Linked DNA regions of Mus musculus: region 2 is linked to region 1. A link is a contact called in public HiChIP or PLAC-seq data. All regions are on one chromosome and are shown on one strand. Each heading gives the region's core, a stretch centred on a gene start, on an enhancer-like site or on the middle of the called end of the contact. The rest is flanking DNA. Distances are from core to core; before and after follow the strand shown. Region 1 overlaps Gm34472 (a long non-coding RNA gene). Region 2 overlaps Gm41300 (a long non-coding RNA gene).

Evidence for each region. HiChIP or PLAC-seq counts read pairs in DNA pulled down with a chosen protein or histone mark.
Region 2: a contact with region 1 is called in an HNF4G HiChIP or PLAC-seq map of pancreatic cancer cells. The contact joins two enhancer-like sites. A contact is called at or near these places in 8 of 39 promoter capture datasets (3T3-L1-derived adipocytes, the C10 cell line, the HPC-7 cell line and 4 more), 8 of 484 Hi-C or Micro-C datasets (the AML12 cell line, the AtT-20 cell line, B cells and 5 more), 7 of 115 datasets of contacts at active chromatin or transcription factors (the 230-238 cell line, embryonic forebrain, embryonic stem cells and 2 more) and 1 of 9 other capture datasets (embryonic stem cells).

The regions. Positions count from the first base shown.
Region 1 is chr15:36,818,403-36,824,398 of GRCm38.p6, forward strand. The region is part of intron 1 of Gm34472 (a long non-coding RNA gene); the gene reads right to left. Among named protein-coding and RNA genes, the nearest start is that of Gm34472, 21 kb to the right of the region's middle. Within about 2 kb of position 1,894, at least 41 of the 459 cell types and tissues checked have an H3K27ac peak or open chromatin away from gene starts, as enhancers often do. A contact at or near this core is called in pancreatic cancer cells, where this site is marked.
Region 2 is chr15:36,922,109-36,928,223 of GRCm38.p6, forward strand. Gm41300 (a long non-coding RNA gene) reads right to left here. Exons shown (of 4, transcript XR_875158.3): 2 at 3,374-3,522. Among named protein-coding and RNA genes, the nearest start is that of Gm41300, 6.6 kb to the right of the region's middle. Within about 2 kb of position 2,208, at least 64 of the 459 cell types and tissues checked have an H3K27ac peak or open chromatin away from gene starts, as enhancers often do. A contact at or near this core is called in pancreatic cancer cells, where this site is marked.

The sequences.
Region 1 (5,996 bases), core at 644-3,143:
AAGCACGCATGCCCCCTACCCCCTCATCTCCCAATAAAATCCCAGCTAGAGTCCCAGGACTAATCTCAAAGGTCTCCATTTTTACCTAGGGTTCAAGCTGACCAAACAGGAAGACCTGGAGGCACACGGGACCTTGGAAGCCCACTCCCTTCCTTGGCCAATCTTCACAACCATCTTCACACAGGCCCCAGGAAGTCTATTCATGCCCAGCAAACCCTGCTAGGCTGCCAGGGTCCTGCTGGCTGGCTCCGTGTTTCTTCCTGTTCTGCTGTGTCTTTTGTTCTTTTCCTCTGCCCTAGAGGAAAGGTGCTTGTTTCATATACTTGAAAATATATTTATGGGGCAAAGAAGAAAGAGACACATTAAGTAGATGGCTGTAGTAGCTTGTAAAATTGTCTAAGTGTTTCTAAGAGCTTTCTCAGAAGTACTGGAGGGCTGGAGATGAGTGTGGTGGGAGGGGAGGGGAGCCAGCTAATGACTTAGTCATGTAGGTCACTACACTTTGTGGGAGGAAATGGACTGGACTCCTATAGTAGAAGGGAGAAGTGAGGATGTGGTCGCTCCTTCTATGTCCCTGCCAGGCATGGGGCAGCTGGGAATAAGAGGGGGTAGTATTTATGGGCATCTAATTTGTGTTAAATTCAGAATTGCTTTGTGTAGGAATTAAACGGCTTGGGGGGAAACTGACCTGGTAATTAAGTGCACACACACACTTAGCTGTGGCGCTATAGGAAGCCCCTGTCCTTAGCACTTGGGAAGGACAGAAGTATAAGTTCTGATGTTTGTCCTTGTACCCTGTCTACACAATGTTTTGCTCTCCTAGGCTGAGGAAAAGAACTGTGTAGATCTGTGCCTTGCTTTCTCACTTCAACTTTTGGACAACCCCAAAGGTCATTTTGAAGAAGCAGGGCTCAGAAAAGGAAGGTCACATGTTCAAGGTCATCCAGTAGAGCCAGAGAAGAGGCCCGGCTCCCACACCCACACTGAACCCTTAAGACCTTCCTGCCCACCTCTGTCTAGACTGAGGCTTCCTTTTCTGCTGAGGCCCTGGGGATGCCCCCTCAGGTGAAAAGCCAGTGGCCCCACATCAGCTCCAAGACAACAAGCAATGTGGTAAGATTTTGTTCCAGTTTTTTAAAAACTTTGTGCTGTATTTTATTTATTGTGTGTACGTGTGTGGGTACACATGATGGCAGACAGCACGTGTGGACGGCAGAGGGCAGCTTCTGGGAGTCGGCTCTCTCCACCTGCCTTGCAGGTCTGAGGTATCAAATTGAAGTCATTAGACATGGCCACAAGTGCTTTACATATGGAGCCATCCTCATGGCTCTGTGCTTTGTTGAGGCAAGGTCTTGACATAGAGCTCTGACTGGCTTGGGATTCTCTGTGCAGCCCAGACTGGCCTCCGGCTCCTTTGCATCAGCCTCCTAGCGCTGGGGTTGGAGGGGAGACACTACACATACTTTGAGATCTTTAGGGGTGGAGAATATGAAATCTCTCTTGTTTAGCAATACACACACTAGTAATAAACCAAAGGATAAAATATGGGGCATATCAGAGAGTAACAAGTGATGTAAGATAAACATAGCAAATAAGAGGATGAGGAGCACAAGCCACCCAGGATTTGTTTGTTTGTGTCTTGACGCTGTGCCTTCACTCCCCTGGCTTCTCTAGGACCAAGTCTGTGAGAGTTGCTTCAACTCAGCGCCTTCTACACCACCAGCCTCTGAACAGCCCAGAGCATTTATTGGCTGACCTCAGACCACTATCTTTGAGCTTACTGGTGTAGAAATAGTTTGCTTTTTAGAAGAAGAGTTCTTTGTACTACTAAATGGCCCTTCACAGGAGGAAGTGAGTGTTTATTTTCAGGGCGGGCTCTCTACTCGCTAAGGTCTTATCGGAACCTGATGCACACTGGCAGTGTTGAGTGGAGAGCCTGTGTGAGCAAAAAATAGACCGTGTTGGTCAGCAATGGTGAGGCTTATCCCTTTTATGGAAGAGGTGAGAGGGGGAAATTAGGAGGTCAGAAATAATATCCATGTCAGAAAAGGGGACAGGAGGAAGCAATGGGAGGGAGCAAGGAAGGAACAGGACAGAAAGGGAACGGCCTGCAGTGTAAAGACTGGACAGGACAGGAGAGCAAGGCCTCAAGACTGGGGGAGGGCCATGGAGTTGGAGGACCGTTGGACAGAGAGGACTGTGAAATGGGATTATGGGAATAGGGATGTCCCAGAGCAGGGAGGACACAGAACTGAAGCCACGTAGGAGAATCCTAGTTGGTAATAATAGTCAGGGAGGTTATCTGCCCTCATTCCTCTTCACAGACTTTCCCTTCAGAGGATTCTCGCCTGCAGGAGCACACGAGAGACAAACCTAGGGTCTCACACAAGCAAGGCAAGTGCTCTACCACTGGCCTCGATCCTAGCCCCCACATTCCTTTCTCTACTCTTTCTTCTAGAACAGGGCCTAGCTAAATTGTTCCATACAGCTTCTGACTCACTGTGTAGCTCTGACAGCCTTGGCTTTTCAATCCTCCTGCCTCGTCCTCCTGAGTAGATGGTGTGAGCCACCAAACTGGGCTCTGTTTTTTTCTTTTTCTTTTTTTTTTTACTTCTGGAGCTTGAACCTACAGGACGTCTTGAATGCCGGGCACGTATTCTTCTACCTCTGAGCACTCACACCGCTCTTGTTTTTGTGAGACAGGGTCCCCCTGCTCCAGCCTCAGGAATGCCGGGATTATAGCTATGTATCACCACAGCTATTCAGTGAAACCTTTTCTGTGACAGAAGGCTGATGTGGAAATTTCTGGTTGTGTCAGGAAGATTCATGTGATCTTTTGCTGAAGCAGACCCATGAAAGGACACATGATATTTGGAGAGAGTATAAGTAGGACCCAACAGACAGTGACAGGGTGACTGCATAGCCAGCCTTACAACACTTCTTGATCTTTGCTGATCTTCACTTCATTGAGAGAGAGAGAGAGATGGCAGAGAACTTCTCGTGGCATTCCAACTGTTTCTGGCCACTCCAAACCCCTTCACACACATCCTGCCCTGCTGACTTGTGCCAACTCATCAGAGGCCTGGCTGTTTCTGCTGGATCATGCCTGCTACTGCAGATTCATGTTTGATATCCTGACACTACTGAACTGGGTGGTTGGTCCATTGACAATGAGGATTGGAATCGCCCCAAAGAGCTACTTCTAAACAGGTCCACATTCCCTTGTCCTATTTACTGTCTTTTCTCTCCTACCTTTGGATGGTAGGCTAGAAAGGGCGTCAAAGTGTTTGAGAACACTTATTAAAGTAGGTTTTTAAAAATCTAAGCCATAGAAAGGTCCAGAAAGACCCTTGGGCTCATGGTAGTGCTTTGCAAACAGGTCCCCTCGCATTGAAGTTAGCAGTAGAGGCCAGGCAGAAGCAAGGCAAAGTTATAGTAGTTTCCAGCTGTATTCACTCACACATATCCCCCAGAAGCACTGAGTTAAAAGCCAAGAATGAGAACTCCTTCTGAAGATCACTATGTGAAAACTGGAATTTGTTCAGTGTCTCCCTTAAGGGCTAAGGGTCCTTGTCTGTCCCTGGATGGTGGCACCAAGCCCACTTCCTCTTTGACTCATAGAAGAGGCAGAGAGAGCAAATGACTCTAATGGAACTGGGTGGCAATTGACAGCCAGATTGAGGAAAGCTGACTCTAAGCATGCAAAGACAAGACCTCTAAGCAATCCACGCTGAGTGCCAAGTGCCCCTCCTCCTTGTGTGCTCTCCTTCTTTCATGAAGGCCTGAACTCGTGTGAAGGTAGTGCCGTGTATGTTCTCGGGTAATCAGGGCTGCAGAGTCCGAGACCAGACCTGCGGACTCGTCGGAGACCAGACCTACCTCTGTCAGCTGTGACAGATTCCAGTAGGAGCAGGATTTTCTTTCTTTGATTCTCACAGACACTCCAGGAATAGACAGAGACATGGTGTCCTAAAGTAACTTAGTCCTGTGGGAACTTAGCTGGATTCTAACCTTCTGTTTGTACTCTTCTCTCTGTACCTGCCTGTTCCTAGGGAGTCATCAAACAGTGTGACTCCAGGGCACGCACTCAGAGGGTGAGGACTGTGTGTGTGTGTGTGTGTGTGTGTGTGTGTATTTAGGGTGACTTTCTCCATTTTTCTACTACTGATGACATAGTTCCCCAATTAAAAAATATTTTGTGTTGGTAGATTTTTAAAATAATAAATAGAAATAATGTTAATAATATATTTACAAAGCATTTCATCTGTGACTTCAGCAAAAATAAAATAAAAACACTGTAATGTGATTATAAGATAAGTACTAATTAATATAAGATTAATAATAACATTAATGCAGATATGCTATACCCATCTCTAGGTCTCTTGCATGTGACCCTGACCCAAGACTTCTGTTGCTTGCTGACTTTATTTTCTAGTCATTGGCCTTGAGAAACCAAATACTTGAAGTTATGGAAACAAAACTCTCCCATATTTTTTTGCTGCTTCAGAGGATGGGAAGTGGTTAGCCATCAGAACACTCTGTCTTTTTGAGATGCTTATGGCTAATAGGCCAAAGTGAGCCCTGGTGAGAAGTGTTTATTTAATTTATTGTGGTTTGTTTGTTTGTTTGAAACAGGGTTTCTCTGGGTAGTCCTGGCTGTCCTGGAACTCTGTAGACCAGGCTGGTCTCAAATTCACAGAGATCCTCCAGCCTCTGCCTCCCCAGTGCTGGGGTTAAAGGTGTTCGCTGCTACATCTGGCACACAAAGTAACATGTTAATTACTAAGTTCAGCAAAGTATCCCCCAACCCCTCCTTGCTGTGTGTTGACATTCTGAGGAAGTCTTTCCTACAATTAGAGCAAGTATTTAGGGAAAGGCGCCTTCTCCAGCAGTGGTCTCTGAAGCCTCATCTTTCAAAGATGCTGTGGATGACTGGGTAGGTGGTCCCTGTTTTGTTTGTGATACTGGGACTGAGCATAGGGCCCCATGTATTAGAGGTAAGTGTTCTACGCTGAGCTATATCTTCAGCCCTTGGGATTCATGGTTCATAATCTACCAACAACCAGTGAGGTTTTGGCCAGCCTGTTTCATAGAGAGTAGAAGGTATTAGAGATTGCAGATAAGGGTCACCAATGTGTGTGAGGAGAGTGAAGAGAAAAGACATTGAGAGTTGCCAGCAATTGTCTGAAGGAGAGATGGTTACAATTACTAGCCCAGAGATGTTTTCAACACTTCTTCCTCTACCACCCAGGTATGTGCTCTCCCTCCACACAGGTGAGCTTCCGAGTGCCAAGAGATCCCAGAAGGAGACAAGGATTACAAAAGCCCAACACATCACAGCAAATGTCCTCAAATGAAAAGAATTCCCAATACCAAACAATGCCATTAAAACTCTATCTAGCACGACGGTAGAGGAGATTCGATCCTCTCTGTAGAGTGTTCTAGAAAGAAAAGCTGTGATGGCAACTTGACTGGCCTAGATGATTCCTAAAGCCTAGTTCTGAGAAAGTGTTTTCAGAACCTGTCCTGTATGGACTGGCACTATCCAATAGGCTGAGGGCCTAGGCAGGGCAGACAAGGAGCAACACAGCCTTCTTCTGTCTCTCTGCCTCCCTACTGACATCAGGAGGTGAACAGCTTCCACCAACACACACTCTCCTGGTCATGATATTCTTACCCCGTAGGTCTAGGGAGCATCAGGCAGAAACTTCTGAGAACATGAGATAAATAAACCTTCTCTCTTAGCTTCTTTCCCTTGAGTATTTGTTATCATGGCGAGAGCTGACTAACACAGAGAGGTCTTCTAAGAAACCATGAATGAGTGGCCATTTTTGGTTTGGTTTGGTTTGGTTTTCGAGACAGGGTTTCTCTGTATAGCCCTGGCTGTCCTGGAACTCACTTTGTAGACCAGGCTGGCCTCGAACTCAGAAATCTGCCTGCTTCTGCCTCCCGAGTGCTAGGATTAAAGGCGTGTGCCACCACCGCCCAGCAAGTGG
Region 2 (6,115 bases), core at 958-3,457, 100 kb after region 1:
GGTATTTCAGACAACAATGAGAAAAAGAATAAACAAAGCTGGAAGAAATAGACTCTCTTTCAAGGCTCAGATCACCAAGATGCAACCTCCATTCCTGGGGCTGCAGGAACACTCAGACTAGTATGGCCAGGACTTTGCTTAAGACATTTAATGGAGAACACATAGTTACCTCAGTGGAGCCCAGCTTCCCTGGGAACATAGGACGCTATGCTTTTTTCTTTTTGTTTAGCCTGGGAAGCATTTTACAGCCCTGCCCCTGATGGCATCATGGACACAGCCTGTCCTTAAGCCAGCTCTCAAACACCCCTAACTCTCAAAGTTCTCACCACCTTGAAAATCTCCATCTAACTGTACCTGACCACATAGTGCAAGCATGTGCACACACACACACACACACACACACACACACACACCTTTTACTTGTGCTGGTAAAATGGAAAGCTCTTGGCCATCTCAGTTTACTCAACTGTAAAGCAGGAAACTGAAGGACTGCCCAGTTCTTCAACCTTCAGAGTGGGCAGGTCCACAGAGCCATGTCAGATACTCTATGCTGAGCAGACAGGGACTCTGGGCCAGCCATGAGGACAGTAGTCAACCATTTGTCAGAAGGCCTTCCCTATACTAAGGCATCAAAGGCCCTTCTACTGGGTTCTCAACTCAGATTTGCCAAGTTTATCCATGAGCAGAAACAATGGCTTGCTACTGTGCTGTTAGGATTCCTGCGCTCCTAATACTTGCTTTGGATGTGATGTGCTAACTGCAGTAGTAGCATCCTCTATTACAAGCAAGATGCCTTTGTAAGGCTTCCAAGACAGATACAATGCAACCATTGACAGCCTCCAAAGTCCAGAGTGGTCCAAGACATCTCCAGCCACTGTGACCCACAGCCATGAAAACAGAGCTGAGATTCGGAGCCCATGGAGACAGCCTGGCCATCCTCCGTGAAGGACACCCTAGATACGAGTCTCTGTCTGTTCTAAGAACAGGTTAATAAGGAAAGCGAAGAAACCAGAGCCCATTCATTCCAGCAGTGCTGCTGTGTGACAAAGGCCCACAGGCACTGTGAGAGCTGAGGAACGGGAACCAAGTGGCCCGCGGCTCCCTGAGAGTGATTTAAGGAAGGGGTCTCTATGGCGAGGAAGCACCTTTTCTTGGAAAGAAGAGAGATATCTCAGTGATCAGAATGTAAGCACTGTGAAGCCTAACTAAGGACCTAAACACCAACTTCCCAGGCAACAGGCCACCAACTCCCCAGGCGACAGGCCACTGGCACTTTTCACGGTGGGGAGCTGCAGGATGAATCTTAGGGGCATGCCAAAGATGGATATGAGAAAAGACTGAAGGCAAGAGGACCAGGGGGCCTACGGGAAGAACAAAATGGGGAATGGAGGCATGACTCCATTGCTCATACAGTGGTTCAACCTGGAAAGCTGGGCATTCATTATTCTAGGTCTGTGAACACACTCACATCTAGTTCTCATTCAGAACAAGTCCTCCTTCCACCTACCAGTCCAATGGTTGTTCAGCTCCCCCCACCCCTGAATCAGTCCAATGGTTGCTCAGCTCTCCTCTGTCCCCCATCAGCTCCATGGTTGCTCAGCTCCTTGTGTATCTGCTAAGGCTTGAACGTTCCCGCCTGTTGAAATTCTTTCCTCTCAGGTATTAAGAGGTGAGCCCTTTGGGAGATAATTACATCCCAGGGTGTTATCCTCATCAGCAGCTCAGACCTGTCATGGATTAGCCCCAACCACGGTCAATGCGTGATTCCTAGGGTAGGTTTGATGTGTAGGCACCCCTCTCACCACAGGGTTTCCGCAGCCATCTTGGAACTCCACAGACCCTCACCGTCTGTGAGAAGGCTCTCAGTTTATTCTATAATGTCGTACCACCCGCCTTCATTATAAATTATCCAGTCCATGATATTCGCAGAAAATAGATCAGAGCTGACTGGCCTTCCTGGGATCTATCTGCTATGTCAGTACCAGAGCTCTCTCTAGATAGAAATCACATCATGCCAGTCTCGGGCTGGAGCAATCTGTGGCTTCTACCTGCCAGGCCTCTGCGTGCGTTTCTCTCCTGCTAGAGGGACACTTGTGTCCTTTCTTGCCCTGGTGACTCTAAGCTCCAGACTCAGATCCCACTCCCCATGAGGGAGGCCTCAGGCTTGATGACTCATGGGAATGTCAGACTCAACACGTCCAAAGCCAAGCCCTGAGTTCCCTGCCTCCTCCTCCACATTGTCCTGAAACTGCTGCTCCTGTGGCGAGTGGCACCAGGCCAGGAGTCAAGCAAGAGCCCTCTCTCTCTTCCCAGCCCTTCCACACCCTCACCTCCACTGCCCTGGCTAGCGTCCCAGTCACCATCGTGTCCAGCCTGGATGCCACAGCTGACTGTGTTCCTGGTCTCTGCTCTCAGCTGTTATCAATTCCCTGATTAAAGGGTTTTTTAAAATTTTTATTTTTATTCCTAAGTAGTTTGATTTCATTTATCTTCCCGAGACAGCCTGCTTTGAGGAGTGTCCTTAGTTGGAGAAACTTTGGCTGTGTTTGGGGGAGAAGTCACCAAGCTGAGAGGACATTGTTCAGAAATGAGCAGCCATGTTGGTCTAATGGTTAACCTGATGGTTTTCCCCATCTGTACAGGGGAAATCATTGTATTAAATATGTACGATTTTATCCCTCCACCGTCCAGCCTCCAGCTGCTGTTGCTGCACTGTGGGAACCTCTGCCGATGTCACTGCTCTCTCCAGGAAGCTCTCAGCCAGTGACAGGGACCAGGGTGGAGCTTCACCAGAGCCTAACACAGGCAGCTCCTTCTGGCGCTAAGTTAGATCTGGGCTTCACTAAAGACTGCCCCCTCCCCTTCCCTCTTCTCTTCTACCCTTCAATCCTCCCTCCTGGTTCCCCCTTCTCTACTGTCCCAAGCTTTTCCTTCCTCCTCCCTGTGATGGTTGCTCTTACTTGTCAGCTTCTCTGGATCTGGAAATAACCAGAGAACAAGGCTTGGGCATACCCATGGGGATTTTCTATTTTCTTGTGTATGTTCTACCAAAGACCCACCCCAAGTGTGGAAGCATCTTCCCATGTCAGCCAAAATATAAAGAGGTCCAAGGGAAAAGCTTTGGGCCTTAGCCTGCTTGCCTTGGTGTCTTGCTGGCAAGTTCATCCACTCTGTTGGTGTTATACGACTGCCTTTGTCTTGCACTGATAACAGAATCTTCACCCTTTTTCCATGGACTAAAGACCAATGCTCTCCAAGCATCTTCCCGGCCTGTAGTAGCATGTTGGTTACTACAGCCGTTATGTGGTATAGGGAACAGACAGTTGCTCATCCTTCATTGTAAAGATGGCTGCTGCTGGCCTTCCGGGCTTACCTTTCAACTCCTTCTAATGCTTGTTCCTTCTGTGGTTCAGCTCCTCCTGGAGACCCCTGACACAACCATGCTCACACGCAGCAACTTGTTCTCTGGATCCATGTCCCCAGTATACTTTTCTTTGCATTTCTAAAGTACTTCATTAGTGTCTGTAATCAAAACCGTGGGCGATAAGAACTTACATATTGAATACAGTGATTTCTCCTGTACAGATGGGGAAAATCAGTTTAACCTTATTAGGCCAACATGGCTGTCAAGTTCTGAACAATGTCAGTTCAGTTTCCTCAAACTGGACAACACAGCTAAAGTTTCCTCAACAGATCTGTGTTTCTAGATCTGCCTAGATGTTCACTTCCCAGGGGCTCCAGAATGACACAGCAGAACACAAAGCTGTATACACTATACCCTGTCACACAGGTATGCACACTACACCCACACAGATGGTACACTGTAAGCATGCTCTCTGCTTTAAAAATGGCATTTGTGAGGTAAAGTATGGTGGCTCATGCCTGCGAGCCTAGCACTTAGGAGGAGTCTGAGGCAGGAGGATTGCTATGAGTTTTAGGCCAATTTGGGTACTATGTGGTACCAGCCTGGGTACAGAATGAGACTGTCTCAAACACACACACACACTGAGAGAGAGAAAGAGATAGAGAGAGATAGAGAGAGAGAGCAATAATGGGGCCAGTAGCGGCTCAGTGGTTAAAGGCACTCACCACAGAGCTCAATTAAACCTGGGTTTAACCCCCAGGACCCACATGAGGGAAAGAGAAAACCGATTTTTCACAAACTGTCCTCTGACCTCCACACATGTAGCATGTGTACACGAGCACAGATACACATGCCACACATACACGTAACAAACAAACAAATAAATGCAATAAAAAATGAAGACAAACAGCAGCAACAACAAAGAGTGTCACCTGTGCATTTCAGGGACCTGTGTACCCCTGAACAACTCTAACTGCATGGCCGAAGCCTCGAAATCCCTGTGCTTGTGCTCTCTTGATATGCAGATCTTCAGGCTTTGGCAATAGCACGTAAAGTTTCTAGGAATAACTTTGTCCATACTAATTTTGAAATACTGTGGATAAATACATGGAAGAAATGTACTGGGCCAAAGGGTTTGTACACTTTCCTTTCTGATAAATGTTGCCACATCTTTCCCCTTAGGGTCTGGATTGACCTGTATTTCCTCCAGAAAATATGCACATCTTCTGTTTCCCACATCTTTACCAACTTGATTTGTTTTCCGTCTGAGGCTTATTGTATAGCACAGGCTGGCCTTGAACTTGCCATCTTACCACCTTTTCCTCCTGAGTTAGGATTACAAGAGTGTTCCACCATGACTCTTGGCCATTCTAAACTGAGAGAGGGTGGTTGTTTTTAAAATTAAAAGTGACCCATGCTTGTAATCCTAGCGTTTGGTAGGCTGAAGAGATTTGCCAAGTTGAGGCCGGCCTGGGTTACACATGGAGACCTCACCTGAAAAGAAACAAAATGGACTGATTAATTCAAAAAGTGGAAATCAAATCCTTTCACTTTCTTGCTTCTAATTCCTCCGTGGCTTCTCAAAGTGTCTGGTGACCATCATGCCACCCACACCGGTCCACTGTGCCCACATCTGTCTCTCCAGCCTTCTCATGCCTCCTCCACAGAGCTTATTCAGTTACTCACTAAGCTTACTAGGCCATCCTCAACTTTTGCTTGAGCTGCTCCTCCACAGGGAATGCCCCTGTCTGAGTCCTTTGGATCTTAGCTCCACTGCTACCCCACTGGTGAGGGCCCATCACCCTGCAAGTTCATACCTATTGCTTGCTGCCAAGGCAGGCTGTTGGCTGCCTTCAGACCACTCTTCTCAGTGTCCGTGTGCTTACCTTTCTACTCTGGCTTTTGGGCTCTACAGAGTCTGCTCATCTACACAGGCACTCACTCAAAGGGGATATGAGCAGAGAAGCCATTGACTGAATCTCCCAGACTTCCAATGGCATTAAGCTGACCCCTGTCCTCTCAAATGCCACTGCCTTTCCATAAATGCCTTCCTTGTACTTCTGAACCCAGAGGCCACCTCATCCCTAGGAGCAGCTAGAGTCCCCAGATGTTTTTATTCTCATATGTACTTTGGGATCCTCTGAGGGCGAAACGTGACTCACAGGTGTGTTACACTCGTCACAGCTGTGTCTACTGGAGCAGACGAAGCTCATCAAACATTTTCTGTTGTTGCTACGGGAACCTCAAGTTGCAACATGCTGTCTTGGAGAAAGGCAGAGCCTTTCTGTCTAAGCTTGTAAGAGTTCTCACTGAGAGATGTGAACTAAGAAAGTCCAAGGCTAGCTCTTCTGGGAGCAAAGCATGACAGTTCACTGGAAGACAGTTGGATTGTGGAGTTCTCCCATATCCATTTGTGAGTCCTCATCACTGCCTTAGAGTACGGCTTTGTTTAGAAATAATGTCCTTGTTTATTAAACTAGTTAAGGGCATGCAGGGCGGTGGGGGCCCTAATTCAACACAACCAATACCCTTATAAAAAGGAATGATTCTGTGTTCAGGGTTAGGAAAGGTCCACAAATAAGCCTGAGCACACACCAGATGATATCAGCAAGCCACTGGAAGCTAGCCTGACCCTGCTAACCCTTTTCTGGAACTCCCAGTCCCACACACAGTGAGGCACTGACCTGCCTGTTCAAGCCACTCAGTTTGTAACAGTTTGCTACAATATCTGTCCTTAGTGAACTAATAGCA